Regions from separate parts of the Mus musculus genome. Here region 1 is linked to region 2. Evidence: chromatin contacts called from public promoter capture Hi-C data. All regions are on one chromosome and are shown on one strand. The core of a region is the stretch at or near the end of the contact, and the rest is flanking DNA. Distances in the headings are between cores, read along the strand shown. Region 1 holds the start of Imp3 (IMP3, U3 small nucleolar ribonucleoprotein). Region 2 holds the start of Parp6 (poly (ADP-ribose) polymerase family, member 6).

Evidence for each region. Promoter capture Hi-C pulls out the DNA fragments that hold promoters and counts their contacts.
Region 1: a contact with region 2 is called in a promoter capture Hi-C map of erythroid cells, with 20 times the contacts expected there. The contact joins the promoter of Imp3 here to the promoter of Parp6 in region 2. A contact is called at or near these places in 2 of 39 promoter capture datasets (erythroid cells and pre-B cells).

The regions. Positions count from the first base shown.
Region 1 is chr9:56,935,442-56,938,755 of GRCm38.p6, reverse strand. Imp3 (IMP3, U3 small nucleolar ribonucleoprotein) reads right to left here and starts at 1,256. Exons shown (of 1, transcript NM_133976.2): 1 at 358-1,256. The coding sequence starts at 1,249. The coding sequence ends at 695.
Region 2 is chr9:59,615,448-59,618,810 of GRCm38.p6, reverse strand. It overlaps Parp6 (poly (ADP-ribose) polymerase family, member 6), which reads right to left and starts at 1,527. Exons shown (of 24, transcript NM_001205239.1): 1 at 1,403-1,527; 2 at 104-343. Gm51709 (a long non-coding RNA gene) reads left to right here and starts at 1,687. Exons shown (of 3, transcript XR_003948337.1): 1 at 1,687-1,824.

The DNA.
Region 1 (3,314 bases), core at 7-2,506, 2.7 Mb after region 2:
TGAAGAACATCTGTTTTCAGGAACCTCCTGGGTCCCTTCTAACCACTAGCTGGCCAAACTACAGGGCGATCATTTCCTTAGGCAAGCAAACACTCCAGGACTTTAATATGGTATTTCCTGGGGCTGGAATATCAACAGGAAGTCTTGTGGATAAAAGCTCTGCCAAAACATTCATTCCGAGAAAAGGACTGGTTAAGTGACAAATCTGCCCAGCTTGTACAACATCCTGCAACCTCCACGTGAGGCTCCAAAGCCTCACGCCTTCAACCCTTTTCCTGCCCTTAGGCTCTTCAGCTAGCAAGATAATAGATATGGCTATGTAGGACCCTAGGTAAGAAGAACGACCAGACAAAAATGTGCACTTAAACAACGTCGGTGGGACATTTATTGGCATTAGGAAAGGGTTTCTTTAAACGATATAAATATACTGAACTCAAACTCTCCATCCAGACGGTCCTATTTCAAGATGAAAGCAAAGGGGAAGAGGTAACATTCCTGCTTCTACACCACAAAGTTTAAGGCACAAGAAGCTAGCAATCCCCAGTGCGGTACAAAACTGCTTCCCACTGTCTCTCAAGACACAGTCACTTAATTGTCAGTCCAAATTCTAGGAAAAATTCCCAGTACACCGGGGCAATCCTCCCCATCCCCGGTTCAGTGACCTGTAGCTGAGAAGCCAGGACAAGAAGACTCGCTAGGCATCTAGATCAAAGTCATCGCGCTCCTCATTGTACTCCAACACGTGCCGCTTGATCTTGGATGAGTCCACCCAGGTGACAAAGTCCTCCATGCTGCGAGTGACGAGAAAGGCGGGATCAGTGACCACGTCTGGGCCCACGCGGACATGACCCTGCTCCACAAAAGCCACAGCAGCTTGGAGATGCTGCGCCATGCGTAGCTTGAGGAGCAAAGTAGGCAAGCGGCGGCGGCAGAAGGACGAGGCCGAGACGGAGTCGCAGAGTTCCAGTGAGCCGCGCGTGGGCACCAGGCCCATAGCGTACAGCTTGTCCAACAGCGCCGCCGAGGCGCGCACGCGGAATGGGTCGCGTTCCGGCAGGTCGCGCAGGCGCCGCGCCAGCTCGCGCACCGCTCGGCTCAGCTGGTTGTAGCGCGTGTACTCCTCGCGCCGCTGCAGCCGGTACCGCCGCAGCACACGCAGTTCGTGGAGGTTGTGGTCGGTGACTTCCCAGTTTAGGAAGTCCACCTGTTTCAGCAGCTTCTGCTCGTGGAACTTAAGCTTCCGCACCATGATGGAGAATGCGGGAGAAAGGGAATACGTTGAAAATCTAGCGTAATTTCCGCCTCGACGTAGAAAGACCCCGCCTCTAGATCACTGGACCAATCAAAAGATTGGTTAAAGACACGCCCCCGGTTTTTCATTCGTCCAACTCTGGAACTTCCTGTTTTGAAAGGGGAGCGGGGGAGAAAGAATTGCGGAAGGAGAGCCGTGTCCTGCGAATACACTTTTCCTTGCATGCAGTGCGTATGCAACTAGTCTAGTCCAGTGTTGTGTTTTGTTTTTAAATATTTATTCATTTACGTATTTTGTGTATATGATTGCTCTGTCTTCATACCGGAAGAGAGCTTCAGATCCCCTGTTTGTGGTTTTCCTGGGAATTGAACTCTGGACCTTTGGAAGAGCAGTCAAGTGCTCTTAACCGCTGAGCCATCTTGGCAGCACCTAGTTTACTCTCAGAGTTCTGTCTTTGGTGACTGAAGAGAGTCTGCTCCGTCAATAGCTGTAGATGTCAGTTTCCAGAGAGAGAGGTTACTGCCTTTAAAAGAGTTGTCTCATAGTTTTGGTTGTGAGCCTATTATTTAATGGCTGAGCTATCTCTCCAACTCTGGAAAGATGGCTTAGCAGTTAACAGCACGGCTGCTCTTCCGGAGGTCATGAGTTCAAGTCCCATCGCCCACATAGTGGTTCACAACCATCTATAATGTGATCTGATGCTCTTTTCTGACATGCACATGTACATGCAGCTAAGAGCACTGATACACATAAAACAAATCTTTTTTTTTTAAAGCATACACAACTTTAGAAGAGTGGAATGCTAATAAATAAATAAGAGGATTATCTCTGTCAAAAAACGTGATTAGAACTCTGCAAATGTCTCAGTTCCAGTGGTCCCCAGAGTTGACAAATAGTCCCATCCTGGCCAGCATGAGATCTGTCACTGGACTGGCAGTAGTACCAAACAATCAGGATTGGAAGCATTCCTGCCTCTTATTTTTTTGACACAGTTTCCTTAGGTAGCCCAGGTCAGCCATGAATTCACCACAATATAACCAGATTCAATCCAAAAGGATGAGATTATGAGTGAGCATGTGCCACCATGGCTGTCTTACTTTATTTTATTTTTTGAGACAGAATGTCTCTAGTACTATCTGTCCTGGTAATTTTTATATAGACCAGGCTGTCCTTAAACTCAAAGAGATCCATTTACCTCTGCCTCCAAGTGCTGGAGTTAAAGTGTTACTCAGGTATGTCTGGAGATTGTTTCTGCAATCCTCAGTGACTGATGGTACCCATCAATGATGAGAAATTCAGAGTGTAAGTAGGAGTCCTAACCTTCATCTGTAAGAGGTGAACAGTCTGGTAAACAATTCCTGTCTGAAATCACAGAAGCAGAACGAAGGCCAGAAGAATTTCTACTGAGCCCCTACCTGTTGGGGTAACCTCCTGACACACAAACCATATCAGTTATGAAGGTGTGTCTCTCTACTCTCTATTGCTGTAAGTGAGGCTGGCAGGATATATTGTATTGTCACTTCTACAGCCCACAATGCATGCTTTCTATGTGTCGCTTCCTCATCTACCCCAAAAGATGATTTGCTGAGATTATCACGTTGAAAAGCAAGCTATGAACTTCAGGAGCATGTGAAGGGGTTGGTCCTGCAGATCCAAAGCTGCAGTATCTCCATGGCACCTGGTGTGGTGGTTTGAATATGCTTGGCCCAGGAAGTGGCACTATTAGGAGGTGTGGCTTTGTTGGAGGAAGTGTGTCTCTGTGGGGGGTGGGCTTTGAGAGATCCTCCTCCTAGCTGCCTGGAAGCCAGTCCTCTTTTATTTGCTTTCTGAACAAGATGTAGAACTCTCAGCTCCTCTGTCGCCATGCCTGCCTGGATGCTGTTATGTTTCTGTGATGATGATGGACCGAACTTCAGAACCAGTAAACCAGCTCATATTAAATGTGGTCCTTTATAAAGGGTACCTTGGTCATAGTGACTGACCACAGTAAAGGCCTAACTAAGACAGATGGCAACAACAGTATGTCTGAGAGGAGTCAGTTCTCAGGTGTAGCTGAAGCCAG
Region 2 (3,363 bases), core at 278-2,777:
ATGTACCTAGGCCAAATAGGAGGTAAGTATAAGAACTTAAATGCTGCTACTAAACTGACAAAAATCACACAAAATGCTTTTTAAAAATCAAGACTTCATTCACCTTCAAGAGCAGCTGAGGTGCCAATTATGAAGTTTGGGACCAGGGTTCTTTTAGATTGAAAACAGTCAAATGCTGCTCTGGACGAAGAGGGAAGCACTACAGTCCAGCCTGGGTTGTCTTGGGGTGAGCAGTAGAATGAGGGCAGCTTAGGCTAGAAGTGCCAACTTTCTCAAGGTCTTTCACTGTAGAAGTCAAGGAAAACTGAGCATCTCCTCAGGGTTTGCTGCTTGGTTTCTGATGCTATTAAAAGGAGGGGGTAAAAAAAATCAGTTTTTCTAAGGAAAAGACAGTTATGAAATGACCAGCTTCTCCAACCAGACTGTTTTAGTAAAAAAAGACTTGAATCCTCAACACTCCATGGCCTTCTCTCAGGAATGGAGAGTAGATTTAAAAGCTGGAGAGTGGGAAAAGGCAGATGGTGGAGCACGGAATTCATTAAAAAAGAAAAAAAAAAAAAAAGAGGGGGCTGAGAGATGACCTAGTTCAAAGTTTTCATGTTACATATTTAATACTCCAACCTAGGGAGGTCACAAAACTTGCATAAGTAACTTGAACGTTTGATAGGGCCAAATCTATCCATTTTTTCATGTAATAACTAGTTCGGGGTGGGGGTGGGGGGCAGATCTGGAACCTTTCAAGAGGAGCTAGATCAAATAGAGACTATTAAGAGTGCCCAGAGAAGTGTGCTGTTAGGCTCAGTGTTTATTCTGGGGGATGGCAGCTCGCATTAACACGCTTGGTCTATTTCTATGAGATCGTGCCAACGGTAAATAAGCCTTCGGACGACCCACAAAGGTCTTTTTCTCTACGTCCATTGGCACTTTTCAGAGTGACCATTTAACGTATACCTAGTCAAGAGACGCCTCTGATCTCAACGTCTACATTCTGGGCTTGACTTCCAGCTCAGTGTGCTAGGAGAAGAAAACTCCACTCCAACGGAAGTGTCAAAAGGACTAGGCTACTAAACAAAGGGCGAAGGAGGGTGCGGAGGGGCGAGACCCGCGGGCCAGCGCTAACCCTAGCCCGGGCGGAGGGAGAAGACCAAGACGCTCGCGAGGACACCTGCGCATGCAGGGCAGGGCCTGAGGCCTCTTCTCCAGGTGTCCCCCAAAGCCCTCAGCTCCGGCCTTCCCCGTTAAGGACCCGTCTGCGGCTCGCCGCCGCCAGCCGCCCAGCCGAGCGAAGCCTGTCAGCATCCCTTACTTGGTCCCTCAGGCAGGGCGGACCTTGCCAGCAGCCCGACCGCCCCGCCCCATCCCCACTCCAGCCTCCCCACACGCCAGCCTAGAGAGTACTCACGGCGACCCCGGGCCGCGCGCGGCCGCCGCGGAGGGGACGAGCGGCCCGGGACGCCCCGCGGGGGCGGAGCGGCAGGCCAAGGGGCGGGGACCGAGGCGGGCGGGTGAGGTCGCGCACCACACGCCTCAGCGTGCGGTCTCGGGCACGCCGGGGCGCTCTGCGCATGCTCAGGCGAAGACACCGCGATCAGGTGTCCTCTTCCGACCAACCGCGGTGCGTGCTGTACCTGGGCGTGTCCCCACCCCAGGGTGCTAGCCAGGGCGCGCGTGCGCAGTGATCCAGAGTTGAAGGCGTGAGGAAGCGAGAGAGTGGCGCTTGCGCTTTGGGGCCCGGAGGGAGCTTGAGAAAGAGGTTCTCCGGACATGCCGAAATATAATGTTTTTCTTTGTCGCCTCGTGTGGTTAGGAGGGTTGCAGAAGAAGGTAATCTAGATTGCCTATATAGAGATACTGAGGTGCCCCTTTGGTGCAGCTTGAAGCCAGACAAAAATAGGAATCAAAAGTTAAAATTCTGAAATCTGACTTGCTCCCATGTTCATTTGCTTCGGTGTACCGACCGCACCCAGGCTTTCTCATCACACAGGGGACTGGGGACATAGCTCACTTGGAAGAGTGTTTGCCTAGCAACCACAAACCCTTAGTTTATGCACAGGTGTGTAAATCCCGTGTCGTGCCTGTAGTCTGTATAATGTTATCTCAGCATTCAGAAAGTTGAAGCACAAAAATCAAGTTAGAAGTCTTTTTGTTTTTTGTGGTTTTTTTGTTTTTGTTTTTGTTTGTTTTGTTTTGTTTTTCGAGACAGGGTTTCTCTGTATAGCCCTGGCTGTCCTGGAATTCACTCTGTAGACCAGGATGGCCTCCAACTCAGAAATCCACCTGCCTATGCCTCCCAAGTGCTGGGATTAAAGGCGTGTGCCCCCATAGAAGTCTTAAGCTACATAGCCAATTCAAGGCCAGCCTGGGATATATGAAACCATCTCAGAAATTAACTAAATGAAACATTTTAGTTGGGATGGAAGAGAAAGCTCAGCAGCCAAGATCAGTGGCTGCACTTGTCAAAGGCCTGGGTTGGGTTCCCAGCACCTACGAGTCAGTTCACAATAATTTGAAACTCCAGTTTCAGGAGATCTACTACCCTCTCTGGCCATCACAGGCACTAGGAACCAATGCGTTGCACGCACATATATGCAGGAAAACACAAACATGCATATGTAAAATTAATCTTAAAAAAAAAAAGTGGGGCTGGAGAGATGACTCAGGGGTTAAGAGCACTGGCTGCTCTTCCAGAGGTTCTGAGTTCAATTCCCAGCAACCACATGGTTGCTCAGAACCATCTATAGTGAAATCTTGGGCCCTCTTCTGGCATGCAGGTGTACATGCAGATACTCATACATTAAAAATAAAAAAAACCCTTAAAAAAAAAAAAGTGTGGGACGGTAGTGGTGCATGCCTTTAATCCCAGCACTTTAAAGGCAGAGGCAGATCTCTGAGATGCTAGTCTGGTCTACAGCACTAGTTCTAGGACACTCAAAGCTACACAAAGAAACAGTCTCAAAAAAAAAGAAGGAAGGAAAGAAGAGAAAATTAAATTATTGCATTCTTGGCTTGAGCCGTTGTGCTTGCCCCCTGGGTTCTAGTTTCTCTCCTTGCTTACTCATGAGTCTCAACTGGATCGAGCCAAGGATCCCCAGGCCGCTGACTGCTAACAGATTTTGGTGTTTTGTTACATTGTAATAACTGAAGAAAACTGAGGGATATACTCCAGTCTCAGAGTGCAATAGTTCACAGTAGTTCAGAACTGGACTTAGGGTCACATAGTCTTCTGAGAGCATGCACTGTGGAAATGTGTTCAACATAAGAAAACACAAAGGTTTTGTTCCCATGAATGAAATGTGGAATGGCAGAATCCCACAACCTCCCAGGATTCCCTCTCTTTAACCCTTTCCCTCTCATGCTCCCGTA